3 separate regions of the Mus musculus genome follow, and regions 1 and 3 are each linked to region 2. The links are chromatin contacts, called in public HiChIP or PLAC-seq maps. All regions are on one chromosome and are shown on one strand. Each heading gives the region's core, a stretch centred on a gene start, on an enhancer-like site or on the middle of the called end of the contact. The rest is flanking DNA. Distances are from core to core; before and after follow the strand shown. Region 1 holds the start of Ppfia4 (protein tyrosine phosphatase, receptor type, f polypeptide (PTPRF), interacting protein (liprin), alpha 4). Region 2 holds the start of Rabif (RAB interacting factor). Region 3 holds the start of Myog (myogenin).

The links. HiChIP or PLAC-seq counts read pairs in DNA pulled down with a chosen protein or histone mark.
Region 1: a contact with region 2 is called in an H3K27ac HiChIP or PLAC-seq map of embryonic stem cells, with 4 times the contacts expected there. The contact joins the promoter of Ppfia4 here to the promoter of Rabif in region 2. A contact is called at or near these places in 20 of 39 promoter capture datasets (the 3T3-L1 cell line, the C10 cell line, the HPC-7 cell line and 13 more), 8 of 484 Hi-C or Micro-C datasets (the MNK3 cell line, differentiating embryonic stem cells, embryonic stem cells and 2 more), 15 of 115 datasets of contacts at active chromatin or transcription factors (the HPC-7 cell line, embryonic fibroblasts, embryonic stem cells and 3 more) and 4 of 9 other capture datasets (adipose tissue, embryonic stem cells, liver and 1 more).
Region 3: an H3K27ac HiChIP or PLAC-seq map of embryonic stem cells shows a contact between it and region 2, with 5 read pairs. The contact joins the promoter of Myog here to the promoter of Rabif in region 2. A contact is called at or near these places in 1 of 115 datasets of contacts at active chromatin or transcription factors (embryonic stem cells) and 1 of 9 other capture datasets (adipose tissue).

Annotation. Positions count from the first base shown.
Region 1 is chr1:134,343,035-134,345,976 of GRCm38.p6, reverse strand. Ppfia4 (protein tyrosine phosphatase, receptor type, f polypeptide (PTPRF), interacting protein (liprin), alpha 4) reads left to right here and starts at 1,261. Exons shown (of 29, transcript NM_001374777.1): 1 at 1,261-1,384.
Region 2 is chr1:134,493,153-134,496,029 of GRCm38.p6, reverse strand. Rabif (RAB interacting factor) reads right to left here and starts at 1,391. Exons shown (of 2, transcript NM_145510.2): 1 at 1,221-1,391. The coding sequence starts at 1,346.
Region 3 is chr1:134,288,630-134,291,554 of GRCm38.p6, reverse strand. It overlaps Myog (myogenin), which reads right to left and starts at 1,551. Exons shown (of 3, transcript NM_031189.2): 1 at 1,029-1,551; 2 at 381-462. The coding sequence starts at 1,499. It overlaps Myoparr (myogenin promoter-associated myogenic regulatory antisense lncRNA), which reads left to right and starts at 1,794. Exons shown (of 1, transcript NR_160520.1): 1 at 1,794-2,925.

The DNA of each region.
Region 1 (2,942 bases), core at 12-2,511, 150 kb after region 2:
AAATGGTTCTTCATGGTTACCATGGCTGCAGTCTCCTCAGCATTGGCTGAGTTGCCTTTTCTGGCATTATTCATGTTTTGTTAATGGAAGGGTGTGAAGAGTCAAGGATTGCCTTTTTGTAAAAACTAGTCCACCTAGAGAACGACTGAAACTTGGTAGGCTCTGGGTTTAAAAACTGACTAATGTTTTTCACTTCTTGATGTATATATTCTTGTTCAGAGTGTCAGACAAATAACAGATTCAGCTCCTCTCAACCCCTATCAGAATTAATTTCCTTGCCATTTTCTAAAGATGAAAGGAAAATTGGATATATTGGGAGAGAGGGAATGAAAGGCTATGTTAACTGACCTCAGCTTCAGCCTTTATAGGACACTGTTGCAAGATGTGTATATATCTGTAACTGCCTATGTGCACATTGTATATAGAACAGTTCACTGCTGCTGGGTGGTGGCAGCACAGGCAGCCTGCAGAAGCAGGTGAATCTAGGAGATGGAGGCCAGCCTGGTCTACATAGTTCCGGAACAGCCAGGGCTGCACAGAAAAACCCTGTCTTAAAAACCTAAAAAGGGAGAAAAAAAAAAAAAAAAAAAAAAAACCAAACCCAAAACAGTTCTTCACACTCATAACAGTGCTTATGGGGTATCTGTGAAGGATTTGAGTAGGCACTGAAATGAAATTTCACAAACCAGATGGAAAAGATACATTAATAGCCACGGGGGCAGGGAAAGGGAACAATTCAGGAAAATCGGTTTAGCTAAAATTTGTCAGAATTTTGGCATTTGAGCATGTTTTCATAGGATGTATGTATCAGACAAACACTTCATTTTGTAGTAACAGCGTTAGGGCAGTCACATGCCCAAAAGCAAGTCACAATTCACTGAGGCACATACTACAATACAAGAGTATCTGGGTTTCCAGTTTCTCCACTTAAAAATATGTGAGCGAGAACAGGTGTGAAGGGCGACAGACGACTGGCCATTTAGGGAACAGACTAGACTTAGGAAGGTGAGTTCAACAGAGGAAAAGAGGGATGTGCTCTGCATTCCAAGTTTTAGGGCCAGAACATCTACCAGATTAAATGCTTGCCCTGCCCTCTCAGGCTCGACCAAGATGGCGCACAGCATCAAAGCAGCGCCCTTGTCACGTGCGAACCAGGGCTGGGGAGCGCCCGGGCGTGGGGGCGTGGCCTCGGGGGATATGGCCAGGCCCCGCCCTTAGGGGTGGGGCCAGGGTATCCGCGGAGGAAGGGGGCGGGTCCTTGAGGCCACGGTACTGGGCGGTGGAGGCTGCAGCTACCTTTGCAGGCTTGCCTCTAGGACGCCTCGCGCTGCCGAGGTCGGGGGCGGCGCCCTGCTACCGCTGGGCCTTCGGCGATTCCACGCAGGTGAGCACCCACAGCCACTCCGCGGGGAAGGATACCCCTTTTCCCAGCTCCAGCTCCCCTGAACAGTTTGAGGAGGAGTCTCTGTTAGTGCGCCTTGGGAAACAGCCTCTTCTGGTCTGGATGTATCTCTGCGGGGCGCGGAATTCGTTGCCCCTCGCCTTTGCTGTGCCCTGTGCCCTTGGGGATGAGGATGGGGGTCGATGCCCGTTTTGCAGGGAGGGCGTGGAGTTCGCCCTCAGCTCCATCCTCTCTCTGGGAGGGGGCAGCCGGGTGGACTGCGCCCCCTCATCCTCTCCAGGAGAGTCAGAGCAAAAGCGCCTCTGGGCTTGGGGGCCAACTCTGCTTCTTTGGGCGAGCGCTGGTGAGAGGCTGAAGTCTTCGATCTTCCCGGGGGTCTTCCTCCTTCCCGCATGCCTCTTTTCGCCCTTGGTTACTATCGCCAGCTCTGCATTCCTTCAACTGTCAGGCTGTACCAGAGATGCCCCCATCTCCGCAGTGCTGGGGCGGTGGGGTGGAAGGAATGGCCAGCCGAGGGCCTGGTTGGGGGTGGGGATGAGGGTGGGCGCAACAGGAAAAGAGGTTCGTAATAGAGATTACTGAACTGGGGTGGGGGTGGGAATGATAGGGTTGATTAGTGAACACAGTAGGGGTATTTCCCAGCACGGGTGTTGAGGGTTTTATGATTGGTAGGAAGGGAGGTTGGCCTGGAGGACTTGGAAATATGTTGTAGGTGGTTTCTCTGAGAAGGAGGAGGGATCTAGCACTAAGTGCCACTAGGTGCTGATGTCACCTTTGAGGAGAGATGTGTTGGAGAGGAGGAGAGTTGAGGCAGCTCCTCAGTACTTGTTCGTGGAGAGCAAGTGGTTAAGGGGGCTGTGCTTAGCCTGATGAGTCCCTCCTGGTGTGAGCTTAAGAAGGCTGTTCCAGGAGCCAGGTTTCAGGGACTCCCTGCAGTCCTTTCCAGACTTGTTGGAATTGGCTCTTAGTACTTTATTCAATATTGAGTAAACATTTATTGGGCACCTACTACATGCCAGACACCATACTAGAGAGATAGATACTTGCCTATCCAAAAGCTGTTAAAGGCCATGGAGCAGGTAGATGGTACCCGAAATAGGCACACATTCCCCTATATACATTTTAGTTATCCTGTTAGTGGAATGGCAGAAACAAAACAAAACAAAAAAGCCAACCGGATCTTAACCCACAGAATCCACACCTCTGTTAACTGGCCAGATAGTCTTTAGTAAAAATGACAGCTTGAATGGTTTATATTGGCTATTTTCTTAGATTTGGGGCTAAGATTTGAGGAGGCTTCTCAAGATAAATGATGTCCCAAAGTAATGAGACGAGGGATAGCACATTGGGTTGGGGGGCTTTGGGGGCCCTAGACACTGTGCAGTGAAGACACCCTCTCCAGAAATGAGTGGCTGCAGGAGCGTGGTGTGAGGGGAGTTTTCATCGGATGCTTTGGGCCTGTGCCGTTGGGCATGTCATGTTGAGCATGTATATGATGTCAGTATATGAGCTCTGTCCCAGCAGCTGGCCTGTGAAGGAA
Region 2 (2,877 bases), core at 142-2,641:
TTCCACCCACTCCACAGACAAGGCCATCAGAACACGCTCTTGCAGCAGACACTGCTGTATGTGACTCTCCACCACTTGAAAGAACAGTGGCTTCTTACAAACCATTTATAATGAGGGTCTGAAAGCAATTTAGTTTGTACTATCCAATAGGATCGCATGTTACACTTAAAAAAAAGGGCTCAGAAACTTTTTTTTTCTTTCAGTTTTCTCATTGGGGTGATGGTGGTTTAAGACACTTATTTTAAAACCCTACCATACGCGGCTCATACCTTTAATCCCTAGCAGTGGGGAGTCCAGGTGGACCTCTTAAGTTAGAGGCCAGCTGGGTCTACAGAGCAAGTTCCAAGCCAGCCAAGGCTACATAGGGAGACCCTGTCAAACAAACAAACAACTTAAACACACATACACACACACACACACACACACACACACACACACACACACACACACACACGGGGGTGGGGGACCCTTAGGATTCAGATTCCAGATTACCTCTTATCATCAGGAGTGTGCTTTCTCTTTCACTTTAATTAAAATTTAACTTTATAAACCTTTCACACACACACACACACACACACACACACAAAATCCTACATGAAAAAGTCCTAACTGCAAGAAAAGAATGGTTAACCTTCGAAATCTATTCGAAATGCCTCGTCCTGGGAATTGTATCTCGGGGGACTTAGAAAAGTTGGGTACTAGCAGTCACTCGGTGTGAATTCTCTCCACCAAACTTGATCCTGGAGCTCCTCTGGGGAGAAGCAAATGAGACAAGTAGGGACTGAAAGATGGATAAAAGCTATGGTGGGAAGGAAATCCAGTGATTCTTAGGTGCCCTGGGGCGACACCGAGTGGTGGCTGGAGATACACCTGCGGGGTACAGCAGGTTAGCCAGAGCTCCAGGAAACAGGGGGCTAGGGTTCGTCCCTTAGCTCGCGCAGGATACCCAAAGCCTGGGGGCGGGTGGGCCGCCTAGGACAGGCACACCCTCTGAGGGAGTACTCTGCGAGAGAGAACAGTTTAGGGGACCAGGCAACTGTGCCTCGACACGAGGGTCCCAGTCCCCAACCAAGCCAGTGGGCGGGGCCTCACGACGCGGGGAGGGGCAAAGACGCGCAAGGAAGGGCGCGGTCTCCGGAAACCTGGGAACCAGGAGCAACCCGGAGCCGCTGGGTCGCTCAGGACAGCGCGACTCTAAGCAGCATCAAGCACTTTCCTACCTGCCGGCGAGAGAAAAGAGCAGTCCCTGGCTGCAGCACCCGAGAGCCACAACGCTGGCACAGCACCGCCTTCCGGTTCCGGCCCTCGGCTGACACGAGCTCGTTCTGCAGCTCGCAGGGTTCCATCGCCGTGCCGCCACACCATCAGCCACAACGGCGCACGCGCGATCTGAGCTGGCTCACCCGGAACTACGCTGGCGCAGGTCCCTGGGGGCGCCCCGCCCGTGCCTCTCGCTGTACCTCTGCGCAGGCGTCTGAACTCTATTGCGCAGGCGCCTTTCTCTATTGCCGGACGGAAGTGTCAGGAGTTACTTGTGACAATCCTTTTTCACTATACCTGGTCTCCCAGGCGCCCTTAATATTGGCCTAAGCAAATCACTATGGCTAGCCTTACCACTAACTCTTGGGATATTTCCCTTGCCTCATGAGTAGATGGCGATAATTCGGGTCAGGTCACACCTCAGCAAGATTTAGATACAAAACAATTGCTTTCTATGTAAGAAGTATGTATAATGCTTAGTACATTTAGTGTTGCGAAAAGTGTGATAATATTAAGCCTAGACTAATAGTGGCCATTTATTAGGTAGCAAAGCGTTGCTTATAGTAATTTTGAAAACGTCATTTCCTTAGAGGGTATGCCCTCGGGCATAATACAGGAAGAAGGCTAAGGTTTGCAATGTGTATAGGACATCAGAACGAGGGAATTAAGCCACCTTACTGTTCTAGAATGCAGTCTTGCTCCCCTGTTAGTCCCACATTACATGATGATGGACATTGTGTATGTGAGAATAGTAACCTGAGAAGGTCATAGACTCAAATATAATAGAACAATTTCAGAAATGGATTAGGAAACAGCTGTCTAGGATGTTGGGTCTTTTATCTCTGTATTTGTTTTTCAAGGCAGGGTTGCTCTGTGTAGCCCTGGTTGTTCTCAGACAGATCTGGCCACCTTAGCTGGGATTAAAGGCATGCACAACCACTGCACACCCACTTATTTATTTAAAGATATTTTTTATAAGTGTTTGGCTTACATGTAAGTGCATTGTGTTTGCGCCTGTGGAGACCAGAAGAGGGCACAAGATGTCTGGAACTGGAGTTACTGACTGTTGTAACCTTCCACATGGGTGCCAGGAACCCAGCCCAGATCCTCTGAAAGAACAGTCATCAGCTGGCACTCAACCATGACTCATCTCTCCAGGCCCCGTAGGTATCATTTTAATTAACCATTTGGTTGTCAGGAATGAAAGATTTTAGACACAGGGTACACTAGAAAAGGATCAAATTTAAAGCTGGGCAATGGTGGCACAGCCTTTAATCCCAGCACTTGGGAGGCAGAGGCAGGCAAATTTCTGAGTTCGAGGCCAGCCTGGTCTACAGAGTTAGTTCCAGGACAGCCAGGGCTACACAGAGAAACCCTGTCTTGAAAAAAACAAAAACAAAAACCAAACAAACAAAAAAAGGGATCAAACTTAAGAATGGTTTGTAAACCAGCGACTAAAGCATATTTCTGCGTAGAGAGAGACTGTACTAATGAGATCGGAATGGTAGAATATGCCCCCTCAACACCACGGATCTGATGCATGTTAAGGAAACTGAACTTTACAGTACAAGATATGGAAATCTATGGAGCTTGGGGACAGAAACACATCAATATTTG
Region 3 (2,925 bases), core at 302-2,801, 200 kb after region 2:
TACTCCCCATGCTGTGTGTGTGCTTGTGGGGTTTTAAAAGTGGCTATCCCTAGGTGAAGCCAGGATATCCTAGGGCACAGGGCACAGTTTTACAACACTGACTGAGTGATCCCCAGGGACCCCTGGGGCAGGAGCAGGCTCTTCTCTCTGAGGTCAGAGACCAGCAGGGAAGTTGCTGGAGGCTCTGACTACTCTTTAGCTGGTCAAGGCTACCGGGAGGCACAGGGTCTCCAGCCCACCATTTGGGGCCCTCAGGTCAGCAAGTTCCTAGAAAAGCTGCTGAAGGGTGATTGGGACAGGGCTTATGGTAAGGGTACAAGCCCAGCCTAGGTAGGGACTAAGGGATTTGAGCCATGTTACCAGGGTCAGGATTCACTTACCTCCTGGGTTGGGACCGAACTCCAGTGCATTGCCCCACTCCGGACTGCAGGAGGCGCTGTGGGAGTTGCATTCACTGGGCACCTGCATGCAAGACAAGGCCAAGGTCCAAGGTCAAGTCTACTGCCAGTCTCAGGTATTTCTCTCTGCCTGGGTTACAGGGTCAGTTGCCTACCCTAGAATGTTACCATAGACATCCTACTTCTAGGTCTTTCCTAGCTTCTAGGATGAGAACTTTGCTTTCATTTCGGCGGTGAGGGTGATAAACCACAGTATTTTGTTACGGTGGCTCCTGAGCAGGCCTGTGGGCATTCTAATGTGTTTCGTCAGGTCAAAAATGAAGGCTGTGGACTTGGGACAAAGCAGGTTTCTTAGGCCACTTTTCCCTCATTTTCACCTAGGCTCACCAAAGCCCTTACTGCAGGCTTGTTTCCGGGCCCCTTCTGTTCTCCTGTGCCAGTCCACCCTACCCCATCTGTATTTTGGAAACAGTATGAGCCCAGAAGGCCACTGGACAGTCTAGCCGACAAGGAAAGGGGTCCAGGGATCCCAAGGGCCCTGCTTTGCACCTGTTCTAGCTCTGGTGGCCCGGGGCTGACCAGGCACCTCCCTCTGGCCCTATCCCTGGATCTGGTGTACTAGCCACTTACCATGGGCTGGGGCCCGCCCCCGCCTCTGTAGCGGAGATCGCGCTCCTCCTGGTTGAGGGAGCTGAGCAAGGCCTGTAGGCGCTCAATGTACTGGATGGCGCTGCGCAGGATCTCCACTTTAGGCAGCCGCTGGTTGGGGTTGAGCAGGGTGCTCCTCTTCAGGGCCTCGAAGGCCTCATTCACTTTCTTGAGCCTGCGCTTCTCCCTCAGTGTGGCTGCCCTCCTCCGGTCCACCGACACAGACTTCCTCTTACACACCTTACATGCCCACGGCAGGCACTGGCCTGGACAATGCTCAGGGGTCCCCAGTCCCTTTTCTTCCAGGGGCCCTCGGGCTTCCGGGCTTAAGCTGAGCTCAGTCCGCTCATAGCCCGGGGGCTCGAAGCCCTGAAGGTGGACAGGAAGGTAGTTTTCCCCATCATAGAAGTGGGGCTCCTGGTAGAAATAGGGGGATGTCTCATACAGCTCCATCAGGTCGGAAAAGGCTTGTTCCTGCCACTGGCCCCCAAGCTCCCGCAGCCCCTCACACCAACTGCTGGGTGCCATTTAAACCCTCCCTGCTGGCATGAACCCAGAGATAAATATAGCCAACGCCACAGAAACCTGAGCCCCCCTCTAAGCTGTTGCTGCACATCAAGACGTTTCCAGTGGATTACATGTGATTCCCCTTCCCTCTCCTTTTGCCCCCACCCCACCCTGCAGGCCTGCCCCTGGCCCAGGCGGCTCCTGTGCACGGGTCGGGAGGCCGTCGGCTGTAATTTGATTAGTTTTCATTTCTCCACAGCCCCTGTGGGGCAGGGAAGGTGGGGGTGGGTGCATTCCCCCGTCTCATCTGCTCCTTTCAATTACTCCTACCCGGGCCTCCTGCCTACTCTCTCCTCCATGGTCCAAGGCAGCTGGTGGACAGGGCAGGAAGGGAACAAGAAAGGGGTTGTCTTGGACGGACGGGAAGGGGTCTTGAAAATCCACTTAGCCTTCTCTTTCCTGCTCAGCAGCACCTTAAACCATACTATGTCAGTCCCATGAGACCCCTAAAGACCTACCACTACCACATCAGGACCACTCCAGATTTGGGGCGTGTGTGTGTGTGTGTGTGTGTGTGTGTGTGTGTGTGTGTCCCTATCGTCCATGGAGGCAAAGACAGAAACCCAGAAGGGCAAATGGATTCAACTTTTGGGTTTCTACAGCTTCTTTGACCAGGTCTCATGATGTTGGGGGTAGATTGAAGTAAGAGAACACAGGGACTTCTTAAGTAAGGGGGGGGGCCTTAAGTAGTAGGGGTCAGGTGAAGTCAGTGTTTAGCAAGGATTAGAACTCACAGACTACTCTACATTGCCTTCTTCTCCCCTAGTCAAGAGCTGTTCAGTCCCCTGTCTGACGCTCTTTTTTAAATTATTTTTTATTAGATATTTTCTTCATTTACATTTCAAATGCTATCCCAAAAGTTCCCTATACCCCCCCTCCCCCCGCCCTGCTCCCCTACCCACTCATTCCCACTTCTTGGCCCTGGCGTTCCCCTGTACTGGGGCATATAGTTTGCAATACCAAGGGGCCTCTCTTCCCAATGATGGCCGACTAGGCCATCTTCTGCTACATATGCAGCTAGAGACATGAGCTCTGGGGGTACTGGTTAGTTCATATTGTTGTTCCACCTATAGGGTTGCAGACCCCTTCAGTTCCTTGGGTACTTTCTCTAGCTCCTCCATTGGGGGCCCTGTGTTCCATCCAATAGCTGACTGTGAGCATCCACTTCTGTATTTGCCAGGCACTGGCATAGCCTCACAAGAGGCAGCTATATCAGGGTTCTTTCAGCAAAATCTTGCTGGCATATGTAATAGTGTCTGTGTTTGGTGGCTGATTATGGGATGGACCCTGTCTGATGCTCTTAATCATCTCT